Regions from separate parts of the Macaca mulatta genome. Here regions 2 and 3 are each linked to region 1. Evidence: chromatin contacts called from public Hi-C data. All regions are on one chromosome and are shown on one strand. The core of a region is the stretch at or near the end of the contact, and the rest is flanking DNA. Distances in the headings are between cores, read along the strand shown. Region 1 holds the start of PRMT1 (protein arginine methyltransferase 1). Region 2 holds the start of RPL13A (ribosomal protein L13a). Region 3 holds the start of PTOV1 (PTOV1 extended AT-hook containing adaptor protein).

The links. Hi-C and Micro-C count contacts between places; a contact is called where the count stands out from the background.
Region 2: a Hi-C map of fetal cortex germinal zone shows a contact between it and region 1, with 4 times the contacts expected there. The contact joins the promoter of RPL13A here to the promoter of PRMT1 in region 1. A contact is called at or near these places in 3 of 14 Hi-C or Micro-C datasets (blood, fetal cortex germinal zone and liver).
Region 3: a contact with region 1 is called in a Hi-C map of fetal cortex germinal zone, with 2.1 times the contacts expected there. The contact joins the promoter of PTOV1 here to the promoter of PRMT1 in region 1. A contact is called at or near these places in 2 of 14 Hi-C or Micro-C datasets (fetal cortex germinal zone and fetal cortical plate).

The regions. Positions count from the first base shown.
Region 1 is chr19:62,129,172-62,133,448 of T2T-MMU8v2.0, reverse strand. It overlaps PRMT1 (protein arginine methyltransferase 1), which reads right to left and starts at 2,561. Exons shown (of 9, transcript XM_077981014.1): 1 at 2,512-2,561. The coding sequence starts at 2,547.
Region 2 is chr19:61,918,376-61,922,652 of T2T-MMU8v2.0, reverse strand. RPL13A (ribosomal protein L13a) reads right to left here and starts at 2,548. Exons shown (of 8, transcript NM_001195419.1): 1 at 2,526-2,548; 2 at 259-331. The coding sequence starts at 2,540. It overlaps FLT3LG (fms related receptor tyrosine kinase 3 ligand), which reads right to left. Exons shown (of 9, transcript XM_028839690.2): 9 at 3,904-4,179. LOC114674244 (small nucleolar RNA Z195/SNORD33/SNORD32 family) reads right to left here and starts at 216; the gene lies at 133-216.
Region 3 is chr19:62,312,837-62,317,113 of T2T-MMU8v2.0, reverse strand. It overlaps PTOV1 (PTOV1 extended AT-hook containing adaptor protein), which reads right to left and starts at 1,799. Exons shown (of 13, transcript XM_077980983.1): 1 at 1,465-1,799. The coding sequence starts at 1,635. The region is part of intron 12 of VRK3 (VRK serine/threonine kinase 3); the gene reads left to right.

The DNA of each region.
Region 1 (4,277 bases), core at 1,312-3,811:
AGGGCTGGGCGCGGGGACCTGGGCTCTGGCGGGGTGGGGGGGGGTGGGGGGGGTGGGGTTTCCAGCAATTCTCCTTCTTGGCGGGGAGTGGTGGCAAAGAGGGCAAGTAATGAGGTGGGGTGTTTAAGAAAGGGATGGGAAAAGTGAGGGGAGAAGAAAGGGGGTCTCCTATCCCAGCTGTGGCTGGAGAGATGGTGGCCTGCCCCCTTGTTGCCCCTCTCTGGCCAGGCAGCTGACCACACACCTCCCCCATCCAGGCCAGGGGAACTGGCACCCACCCCCGCCAGCTGTCGCTCCCTCTCATCACCTAATCTCCCCCAGATTAGGTGACACTTCCTGACACACACACCCCTATCCCAGGGTGCCATGAATAGCAGGAGGGAACGAGGCTGGCAGGGTATGCCCACAGGGCATCTGCCACCTCTGCAAACCAGTCTCATGTCTGAGAGGATTCCAGAATAGAGGTGTGGCACACGGGCACTTCCCCAGAGCTAGTACCCCAGCCCCCAGCTCCTGCCTTGGACTCAGGAGCCCCAAACAAAACCAGCTGGAACCAACCCGCTCCCTTATGACCCTCTGCCCACGAAGGTAGGGTCCCATGGAGGATGGGCAGCTCCTGGACCCTCTTAAGAATGAGCGGGCTCCAGAAAGTGGCTTGGGGGCGCGGTGGCTCACACCTGTAATCCCAGCAGTTTGGGAGGCAGAGGCGGGTGGGTCACCTTAGGTCAGGAGTTTGAGACCGGCCTGACCAACATGGTGAATCCCCATCTCTACTAAAAATACAAAAATTAGCTGGGCCTGGTGGCGGGTGCCTGTCATCCCAGCTATTCAAGAGGCTGAGGCAGGAGAATCGCTTGAACCCAGGAAGCGGAGGTTGCAATGAGCCGAGATCAAGCCATTGCACTCCAGCCTTGGTGACAGATTAAGACTCCGTCTCAAAAAAAAAAAAAAAAAAAAAAAAAAAAAGTAGCTTGGGGAGTCAGCCCATCGCCCCCATTTCAGACACCCATCCCAGGTCCTGAAGACTTCCAGGTGCGGCCAAGCCTGAGGCCACCTCTGGGAAAGTTATTTCCTCCGCCCACAGAGCCCCAGGTGCAGGAGACAGCCAAGAGGGTGCGAAGTCATTACAGTGACCCCTGGGAGCTGCATCCTGACAGCTTACAGCTGACCTGCCCCCCCAGTCAATGCCATGGGTAAAGGGGTGGAAGGACAGAGGCCCCATCAGATTACATCTCTTCCAGATGTGACCACTCCAAGAAGGGCCACGTCACTGGCCATGACCTACTAGGCTCCAAACACCCTCCCCCCAGCTCTCCCAAGCCAGCGGGGATGCCTATAAGAAAGGTGCTGCGGGGGTTTCCCGCTGGGGCCCATTTATCACCACCACTGAAAACTACTGCCAGACAACCCCAGCCCGAAGGCTTAAAACGCAAGACTGAAACCTCCCCCACATGGCTGCACGAGAACCAAACCTCACTTGAAACCATTTCAGGCACCCACCCTCAGGACCCCGGGGCTCAGGACCCCTACACAGGGCTTCAGGAAGGGGGAGGTCATCTCCCGCCCTCACAAAGGCCCAGGAGAGAGAAAGCGCTCCAGCAGAGGGTAAAGCTCTCAGCCTACGTATTTCCCACAACTCCTTCCCAGCGGACGTACCCTCCTCCCTCCGCCCTCCAGGAAGAAATCCGACGGGAGGTGGGCTTCAGGACACGCCCCATGAAAAAGATGTCCCTCCCACACACCCAGAAATGGCCACAAGGGGGTGCACGGCGCCTATTAGTGGGAAAATCTCCATCTAGATGCCCCACCACCACCCAGAGGGAGGTCACAGGGGCATGCCCCATCCCCCAACACCTAAAGCCCTGGGTGAGGGGGAGAACTCTAGGAGGGGAAATGGGGTCAGGGGGGCCCCATTCTTGGTTTTCCTCCAGTCCCTAATCCAGAACGCACAAATCCAGGGCCGATATCCCAATAGATGCCCCTGGAGCTCGGAAGGAGGTTGTAAAAGGCACTGCTCCTCCCAAAAGACACTCTACATCGTGGAGGGCCCCAGGTCGATCCCACCCCACGACGTGTGCCCGGGTCCCTGGGTAGGAGGGCTGGGGGCCTCAGGAGGGTCGGACCCCCTCCCCGCCCCCCCGGGCGCCCCTCCCCGGCCGGGGGCGGGGCCTTTGTCCCGCACGTGGAGCCCGCCGGGCCACCGGACTCGGCACACCCCCTCCCCACCCACCGCGCCGCGGCCACGTGGGGGCCTGGCCGGAAGCGCCCCCAGCCCTCCTCCACGTGGGAGGGGGGATAAGACCCTCCGCTAGGCCGGATGCCGAAGGCCCTTGAAAGCTAGGGAGCCGTCACCTCAAACGATATCCCCGGATGTGGAGCGTGCGGCGCCCCCGTGTGCGGCGGGGGACCTCCAACCCCATGTCGCCAACTTAGAGCCCTTTCCCCACCACAGAGGCGTGAAACATCGACCCAAAGCCGACCCCCGCCCACGGCGGCGCTCCAAGCGCTCACCTCCATGATGCAGTTCGCGGCCTCGGCTGCCGCCATCTTCACCCGCAACTACTCCTCCTCCAGCCGCCAAGACCCCCCCTTTCTCCTCACTCCCCCGGGACCGCCTTATACCAGAGGGTCCACGGCCCGCCTACCGCGACCCCGCTGGAAGATTTCATTGGCAATGGAGGCGGCCCGTCTGAGAATACCGTCTGATAATTGGCTGGAGAATACGTCCATCATAGGTCAGGGGTTTGCCAACACTGGCGTCCAGAATCCCGCCCCCTCAAGTCGACCCGAGATGGGGAAAACTGCCCGTCTATTGCAAGAAGCGCGACTGGTGATTGGGCAAAATCCACGAGGAATGCCCGCCCCTTTACCCCCAGCACCGCCTCAAAGCTTCCCGGGGAGCCCCGCGCTAAAGGGGCGTCTTGAAACAACTGTCCATCACCAAAACGACCCGCCTCTTAATCGCTGCCATTGGTTTATCCGGAAGTGACGTCACGCGGCCTTTCACCCTCGCCAAGCGGCCAGTCTCAAGGAGAACACGACAATTGGCCCACGGGTGGGGAAGAAGGCGGGGCTTCAGGCACCAACGATTGGCTCAAAGGAACGATCACGCCTAGTCCACTCGGTGGATCCTCCCAACCCGGGGGGAGTCTCGAGGAAAAAGGGAGCTTGTGCTCATTACCTGGGAGAAAAACTGAATCAGTGAGAGGCCCAGAGAGAGGAATGGCATCGCTGGGGTCCCCAAGCAAGTGAGGAATAGGAGTCCGCAGTCAACACATTAAATCCCTAGCCTTTGACATAATCATTCAAAGTTTTTAAAACCCATCAACCCCTCTCAAGGTACTTGGTTTTTGCCGAGTCCCTCCCCCTGCCAGGACCGCCCACCTCTCTTTGTCTTGTCAGCTTCTAAACGAGAATCAGAGCGCAGCTTAGGCACCACTTCCTCCGGGAAGCTTTGCTTGATTTGCAGGAAAAGTTCCTAGTTGAATGAGGCTGAATGCAAAGGGCCGAATGCGTGGGTCCTGCCCCTCCTCTCTCTGATCCCTCTGCTTCCCTCCGCTCACACTCCTCTCCAATCCCGGAATGAGCTCGCTCTTTGGTTTCTGGGCCTCGGTGCAGGCTATACTCTCTGGCGTGCCGCTGGCAAACGCCTGAGACTTAAAAATTTCCGATAGGATTCGGGCGCAGTGGCTCACGCCTGTAATCCCAGCACTTTGGGAGGCGGAGGCGGGCGGATCACTTGAAGTCAGGAGTTCGACACCAGTCTGGCCAACATGGTGAAACGCCCATTTCTATTAAAAATACAAAAATTGGCCGGGCGCGGTGGCTCAAGCCCGTAATCCCAGCACTTTGGGAGGCCGAGACGGGCGGATCACGAGGTCAGGAGATCGAGACCATCCTGGCTAGCACGGTGAAACCCCGTCTCTACTAAAAAAAAATACAAAAAACTAGCCGGGCGAGGTGGCGGGCGCCTGTAGTCCCAGCTACTCGGGAGGCTGAGGCAGGAGAATGGCATAAACCTGGGAGGCGGAGCTTGCAGTGAGCTGAGATCCGGCCACTGCACTCCAGCCTGGGCCACACAGCGAGACTCCGTCTCAAAAAAAAAAAAAAAAAAAAAAAAAAAAAATTTGGCCGGGCGGCCGGGCGCGGTGTCTTATGCCTGTAATTCCAGCACTTTGGGAGGCCGAGGCAGGCGGATCACAAGGTCAGGAGATCGAGACCATCCTGGCTAACATGGTGAAACCCCGTCTCTACTAAAAATACAAAACATTAGCCGG
Region 2 (4,277 bases), core at 1,299-3,798, 210 kb after region 1:
CCGCCTGTGCAGTTACCCTCCAGACACAGCGCAGTACTCGCCAGAGCTAAGTTCGTGTTTAAATGAAAAGCTAGCCTAATAGAAAACCACTTCTTGAGCCTGGAGTCCCCAACCCTGGGGAATAGTGGCTGGCAGGTCTCAGAGCGGTGCATGGGGTTGATCTCATGGCCGTGAGACTCAAACGAAAGATGGTGAATGTTGCTCATCACCGACCACCAGCGGGGGCCCATGACAAGGGGGCCGCGAGCAGCGACTTACCCAGCAGTACCTGTTTAGCCACGATGGCCGCCAGGCGGCCCAGGAGATGGCCTCGACCATCAAGCACCAGGACCTGTGGGAGACAAGGGCAAGAGGGCTCAGAGACAAGGACAATCTTTCTGTGATTGTCCTCACAAGCAAGCATTCCCTTCTTTTGCCCAGCCAACAAGGTGCCTTGCACCCAGCCATCTGAGCTGGGAACTATGCACTAGAGCCCCACTCTACAGATGAGGGAACGGGCTGAGAAAGCAAGGCTGCCTCAGGATCAGTGAGCGAACAGTGTAAGGGGCCTGAACCCCCTATCTCACTTCTTCTATGAGTATGATTTTACACTCAGATTGCATTTTGCAAAGCAACAGGATTTGAATGAAGACCAGCAAGGCTCTGCCCCCTGACTATCCAGTTAGAAGACCTTGAAGCTAATAAACTGTAGGATTTGTTTTTGAGACAGGGTCTTGCTGTTGCACAGGCTGTCGACCTCCCAGGATCAAGCAATCCTCCTACCTGGGCCTCATGAGTAGCTGGGACTACAGGCAAACACCACCACACGCAGCAAATTTTTGTACTTTTGTTGAGTCAGGGTTTTGTTATGTTGCCTAGGCTGCTCTTGTACTCCTGGCTCAAGTGATCCGCCTGCCTCAGCCTTCCAAAATGCTGGGGTTACAGGCTTGAGCCACCGTGGCCAATCAATTGTAGGATAACACAATCTAATTCTCTTCTAAGGTACAAGGTCTTCCTACCACGAATTTAATTTGGAAGAAAACCGAATTTCAGGTGGGATGAGATTAGGTAGTCAAAAGTCCATGCTAGCTCTGCTATAGAGTCACTCTGCTTTCCCGGGTAAACTGCTCAGACACCAAACCTCAGCTTCCTCCAGAGCAGAAATCCTGGCCGGGCGCGGGGGCTCACGCCTGTAATTCCAGCATTTTGAGAGGCCTAGGCGGGCAGATCACTTGAGGTCAGGAGTTCGAGACCATCCTGGCGAATAGGGTGAAACCCTGTCTCTACTAAAAACACAAAAATAAGCTGAGCGTCGTGGCGGGCCCCTGCAGTCCCAGCTACTCGGGAGGCTGAGGCAGGAGAATCACTTGAACTCGGGAAGCAGAGGTTGCAATAATCCAAGATCGCACCATTCCACTCCAGCCTGGGCGTCACAGTGACTCCGTCTCAGAAAATAACTAAAAGAGTAGAAATCCTCATTGTTTTAACGCAAAAGCATGAAGCACACACTTGTTATTACACAGGCTTTGTAAGCGTTGGTACAAAGAATCTAAATCCAAACAGACTTCCTGAAGTCGTGACCTTGGCCAAAAATCACCAATCACCAAGCTTTAATTTCCTCCTCTGTAAAAGGAGGATACCCTATCTACCTCGAGAATATCGTTAAGCGAACTACGCAAATCATTGCAAACTGTGCTGGGCACAAAGACACAGGCTTGGTGAACACAACCTGCCTAGATTGGCCTGGCTCTGAAATGTCCGCCCCCGCCCCAACCACAGACAAAAAAACCTTTCCAGGGCCAACCCCTTCTTTTTACTTAAGTAGCTACACCAGGAGCCAGGGAAAGGACCCGTAGTTGTCTGCAAGCCCAAAAGATGTTCCAACCTTGTGGAACCATTCATCACAGCTCTCGAGTTCCAGTAACACGCCTCAGGACAATCGCCAATCCCCAAAACCAGGGAAAACGAGTTCATTCCTGAGTATCCGGCAGCCAACAGCTCTCTCGACCCCCCGCAGAAAGGCATTGAGAATTAAAACAACCGGAGCGCCAGGGGACCCCGATTAACACCTCCACGTGAGATCAAAGTAGCCCGCGCACTGGGCGGGATGAAAATACCTTCCATTTTGGCCAAAACTCATTGACCCGACACCGCCCGGTCACACTTCCGCGCGTTCCTCATCGCTGAGAGCACACAAAGGTCCAATTCGGTCAAGACTCGACCCCAGGGACCCCAGCCACTACCCGAGTTCAAGGTAAGCGAAGTCTAGTTGTAAAATACCTGTCCTGTGCTGGAAGCTCCGTCACCCTCACCTCGAGAAGGAAATGCCGCATTGTAGCCAACCCTTAGGCCTAAAGGGAGCCGCGGCATTTCCTACAGATGCCCCTTATCCCAAAAGACTTCCATTTTGCTTAATTGTGGACGTTAAGCTCCACAAAACATGTAGGAGGACAGAGAGGGTGCAACCCCATTCCGGCCTGGATCCCACCCGGCCCCGTGCGGCCCCGTGCGACCCCGTGCCGCCCCGGCCCGCGCGGAGCCCGCACCTGCACCTCCGCCATCTTCGGCAGCCGCCTGGGAAAGGAGGAGGTCTTGTCGCAGGGTTTCTTATCCCTTGAAACAGGGGCGGCAGAAGTGACGCAACGCGGACTGCGCGAACAGCTTTCTGTGTTTTCATTGGTCAAAGCGTTCTGCGCGTGCGCAGAGATTCCCCAGGGAAGGCGGGTCCTCTTCCGAATGTCCAATCCGGACATTCTTCCGGTTGGACCCTTCGCAGTCCGCGCTGTGCCCTGCGAGAGATCACGTGGGGCGTGGAGGCGGTGCTGCTGGGGTGCTGCCGTCCAGCCTCGGCGGCCATGTTTTTGAGAGGCTGTTCATCTCGTTCAGACGCCCTGTCCGCCATGTTTGTGAGGGGAAGCGGCATTACCCTTTCTAGCGACTGAAGGCTGCAGGGCTTCTGGTGGCCCGCAGGGGGAGACCAGACCCGCCAGGCCCGCCCTTCCGCGCACAGTTCAGGCTTACTTTATTTTCTGAGACAGGATGTCGCTCTGTCGTCCAGGCCGGAGTGCAGTGGGGCGATCCTGGCTCACCGCAGCCTCGACTTCCCGGGCTCAAGGGATATATATATATATTTATTTATTTTTTGTTGTTGTTGTTGTGGCCCGGGCTTTTGGGGAGTCTTGACATGTTTGGCCAGGCTGGTCTCGAATTCCTGGGCTCAAGCGATCCTCCCGTTTCAGCCTCCCAAAGTGCTGGGTTTAGCGGCGTGAGCCCCGGCGTCCTGCCCATTCTAGGCTTGGAGATTTGGATTCTTGTGTCTGGTCGACTTCACTCTGACCTGGACAAACCCCTGGCCTTATCCGGGCCTCAGTTTCTCCTTCTGTAAAACAGGTGGAGGTGGTCTTCTCCAGGGGCTCTAAGAGTTTATGAAGGAATGGCTTCTAGATGCCTGGCTGCACCAATCCGCTGAGCGTTCCTCAGAGGAACTTCTCACTTTCTGGACTGTCGGCCTTTGCTTCAGTTGGGTCCCTTGCCCAGGATGCCCTCCCCAACCCCTCCAAATCTGGCTTGTCACCATCGCAATGCCCTTTGGCTCTGGAAAGCCTCTTTGATGTTCCAACCTGGGTGAGCTGCCCTCCGCGGGCTCTCACACTGCCTCTGTGCTATCTCCATAGGAGCCTATGGCATCCTGCACCCAGGCTCGCTGAGTCCCTTGTCTTCTCGTCCATAGCCTAGGAGACCTGGGGCGACTGGGCTGGTTCTGACTCAAATCCGGGCTCTGGCATTGCCCAGTGCTGGCCCGGGGCTTCAGGGGACCTCAGAAAACACGTATTGAATGAAACATTGCATTGCAACTGAAAAACCAAGATTCTGAAATCAGAACGACCCCATTCACACCCATCCACAGACAGACTTGGCCAGAGCTGGTAGAAAAGGATGATTTATATACAATTTCATGGGGACAAGGCCTTTGTACAGAGTTGGGTAAGTGGGGCCGGTGCTGCGTTCTGGCGTTGCCTCCATCCTGGGGAGGGAATGAGAGGGGTATTGGGCCCAAGGAAGGGACCAGCCTCTAGCCCACTTCCTCTGTGTGCCGGCTATGCATCCTCTGGCTGGTGACTCCCCTCTGTGTGCCTCAGTGTCCTCCCCTGTAAAATGGGATGATAGATGTGTCTGTCTCACTGGGTTGTTTAGGATCCGCTGACAGAGGAGACGGAAAGAAACAGCTCAGGGCGGGGCACAGATTATTCCCAAAACACCACCATTCCCAGCAAGCGCTTACTGTGTGCTAGGGCATT
Region 3 (4,277 bases), core at 550-3,049, 180 kb before region 1:
GCTTCAGGCACCATACGGGACATCCAGCATCTGAGAAGATGTATTAAAACGCACAGCTGGAGGTGGCTTTAGAGATGAGGGTACACTTGCAACATACAAGTTGTTTATGGTGCTGGGACCTGGGATATCTAGACTGCATACACAAGTCCGCATATACAGTGACACTTATGCATTTACTGCCACAAAGATGGGTAAAAATCAGGCAAACGCACTTAAGGGCCCAAGCGACATACTTAATGTCTGCTTGTTTAGGAGGGCAGGTTGACTCAGGACTTCAAAAGATGCTGGGATCTGGAGCCATAGTAAAGAGCAGGCATGCATGCCTAAAACCCAGGGATACCTTCCACAGCAGGAGCAGCATATCAAGATGGGACGATCACATTTAAAAACGACAGGTAAGGTGCAACCTAAAGGAAATCTCACATCTTGGCAAGTGTGTGCAAAACTGTGCGCGCCTGACATCCCTACTGCACAGGGAAGCCCATCCAGTACCTACACTGAGGTTTAAAGCCTTGGGCTGCATGTCTGAGGGCCCGGAAAGCACTTTTGAACGACTAGATGCGAATGCTGCAGGAAGGGGCAAAGACAGTGGAGTGAAGGGATACGTTTAAGTTCTGGGAGGTGATCTGAGTCTGGGTATCCATGTTTATGACCCCAGGAAGCCTGTTTTAAGGTTTCAGTAGGGCTGCCACAGCTCTGTGCCATCCACACCGCTGGGGAATGTATTTAAAAAGCGGACTGGAGCGCGAACCCAAGTGATATCTCACATTGGGGCAAGCGTGTGCACGGTGCAAAGTCGCGATGTGCAGTTTTACAGCCCCAGGTAAACCTTACTAAGGGTTTCTGAAAAGCATGTGCGTCTTTTGGGTCCGGGAAAGCCTGTGCAGCCCAAAGTACCTGCGAAGCTGAATGTTTACGTTTAAGGTCTGGGCTCACGGCAGTCCATCAAAGCATCCCACATCTGGGCGCGGGCGCACATTCTAGGTGCGCACTCCACCGGCACAGCGCGGGCCCCAGGGAGAACGCCCACGGGTGCGACATCTGGGGGCGCTGGTACAAAGCGCGGGCCCCTCCCTCGCCGCTGTCCCCCAACCCCCGCCCCCATTTCCAGGTTTCCTGCCCGGAGAGAGCAACTTTCCAATCGGGAAAAACAAACGCGCGTGCTGGCCGCCTGTCCGCCGCCCCCCACCCGCGTTTAAATCCGGCCGCAGAGTCAGCAGTAATTTGAGCCCGCCCCGCCCCCGTCCCCCACCCCCCCACCCCGGCCCGAACGCGCAACAAAGGGGAGAGCGCGGCGCGAACCACCGGGGGCTCCACGGGGGAACCCGGCCCCGGGCGGCACCACCCTTCGGGCCACAGGGGACATCCCGGAGCGGCGGGGGCCGCGGACAAAGGCGTGAGCCCGGGGTAGGGGCTGGGGGGGCGGGGCCGTGGAAGGCTCTGGAAAAAGGGCGGGGGGCTCACCATGGGAGGGGCCGAGCGGGCCCGGATCCGCGGAGGCTGCGGGCCTCGGGGGCTGGCCGGCCAGGAGCGCGAGCGGACAGCGCGCGCTACGAGGGGCCGCGGGGGGCGGCCGCGACCCCCGAGGGGGCCCCCGGCGCCGAAGCGGTACGGGGCACGGCGCGGACGGACCATGGCGGGCGCGGGCCGAGCGGGCGGGGAGCTGCCGCGGGCCACAAGGGGGGCTGCAGGCTCCACCGACTGAGGAGCGCGGGCGCGCGGCTTCGGGGGAGACGGGCTGAGCCGCACCAAGCTCGGTGGACGCGCCGCCGGAGTGGGGTCGCGGCGGCCGAACCACTGAGGCGAGTGGGGGAGCCCGGCGCGTATCAAGCGCGTCCGAGGGGGCGTGGCCGGAGCGTACCAAGGCGGCGCGGGGGAGCGGGGCCCTGGCGGGAGCGGAGTGTGGGCTCGGCGGTCGGGCGGGCAGCTCCGGCGCGGGGGAGGGCCTGGGAAGACGCGCGAGCAACAACTTCAGGGGGCGTGGCGGGAGCGGGATTCCCTACCAAACGGGGTGGCAGAAGAACGAAGGCGACACCAAGCTGGCCCCTTGCCGGGGTCGGGACGGCGGGAGACCTCATCCGGAGCCCTGGACCCGCAGAGCCGGGAGACCGCGCCAAAAGACATAAGGGAAGAGAGGAGGACAGAATAATGGGCCTGGGGACAAGGGAACCCACTAAAAGGGAACCCACTGAGAGTACGGATTGCACCCGAGCCTGAGGGGAGAGCTGAAGGTTTGCAGGCGGTGACGTGGCGAGGTGGGCAGGGGACTCCAACTCCCAGCGGCCCCCGCGCGGCTTGGCGGGGGGGCAGCGGTCCACGGAGGCTCCGCCCATTAGTCCCAGCACCCAGGCTCCGCCCGCCGTCCCTGGCTACTCCAAGCCACTCGCCTCGCTCCCCGGCCTTCCGTGGATTCGCTCATTCGCTCTGCTAAAATGAAATGACTGCGTAGCCGCTTACTAGTTGTTGTATAAGATTTTTCCCTCGATTTTTGTTCCTTCAACGTGGGTAACATCTAACCCTAGAGTGGTTATGTGGATCAAATGCTTGACGCAGCCACTACTCAAAGGTTAGATTTTCTTAACAACAAAAATCTGTTACGAGTACCCTGTCCGGTTCTGTGCACGGCAACGACCGAATCAGACCAGGTCCCTCACAGACCCCACGGTCCACTGGGGAGAGGCATAATCACAGGCTGTGCTAAGTGTTAACTAGCACATATCCACAGGGCGATGGGATATGACCATAGGGAGGTAAAGTTAGCAAGCAAGGGAAGTCAAGAAAGTGACCTGTGAGCAACCTGCCATTCCAGATGGCTGGAAAAGTGTGCCAAGAGGACAGAACAGCAAAGACAAATCCTGAAAGTAGAAGGAATAAAAGGGAGCCAGTGTGGGTGGAGCCGAGTGAAGGTAGACAGGAGAAATAGACACAGCTGTAGGAGGTTAGGGAGGGAATCCCTACTTCTGTTTGGGATATTGACTAAACAATGTAGGTAGATTTTGATGTCATATCCTGCAGAGAGAAATTCGGGAGTCATCAGTATTTGAATGGAGACTGGATAAGATCCCAAAGAGATTGGGACACTCATCCCTTTAACAGTCACGACAATGAGAAGCAACCAGCAAAGGACACCGAGGAGTGGCCAGTGAAATGGCAGAAGAACCTGTAGGCCTGTCCATGTTTCCCTGCCCCCACTAAGCCTCCTGCCCAGGGGATTCCCAGGGCTGACTGGAGCCCAGCCTTAAGCCCCAAATCCAACCTGGATTGTGGCCAAACAGAATCAGTGCTCCCTGGACACAAACTGCAAGTTAGTTATCAACAGGTACCTCCAATGCCCTGTCAATCACCCATGTGAGGACAACCTGGCAGCAGGAAGGAGAAAACCCAGACAGGAGCTTCTTTAATCTCCCTGAATCTTTACTTCTCCCCATTCTTGTTGGTCCAAACCATCGAGATCTCTTGCCTGGGTGACGCCTCCTAACTCTTGCTGCCTTCTCTGTCACTGCAATAATCAAAACCATCCAATGGCTTCCCATCCCAATCCCCTTAGAATTAAATCCAAACTTGGTACTGTGGACCCTGCTGCTGCCCCCCCAAAAAACTCTTTCCCATCCTTCCTGTTCTCTACCTAGTTAATGCCTTCCCATCCCTCAGAACCCACCAGGACATGCATGAGTTTGAATGCCCTGAATTGTATAAGCATGGAGAAAGGTATATGAGGGTGTACTCCAGAGTGAGCAAATTGGGAACTCATGTCAGAAAGTGAAATGAAAATGTAGGCTGAAATTCTATCAGTAATACTGCAACAAAACTCTCTGAAACCATCTCACTCAGTCCACCAACTTGAAAGACGCTTTCCTTTTCATCTGAAGCCTGCTGCCGGGGCTAGCAGGCTACTATTATGACTAAGCAATTCCACTTCCATCTCTCAAGCTGCTTACTTCCTGAAAGGTAGCTGTTTGATCCAAACCTGTTTATGCCAGAAGTTCTTTAATTTACAATCCAAATAATGAAATTAATGTAAGAGAGTTGTTTATATACAAACCAGATTGCTTGCTTTGGAAAGACTAAAAGGGAGTTGTTAAAAGAAAAACATCAAGCCTGGTGGCTCACACCTGTAATTCTGCACTTTGGGAAGCCGAGGTGGGTGGATCACTTCAGGTCAGGAGTTCAAGACCAGTCTGGCCAACATGGTGAAACACAGTCTCCACTAAAAATACAAAAATTAACCTGGCATGGTGGTGTGTGCCTGTAGTCCCAGCTACTCTGGAGGCTAAGGC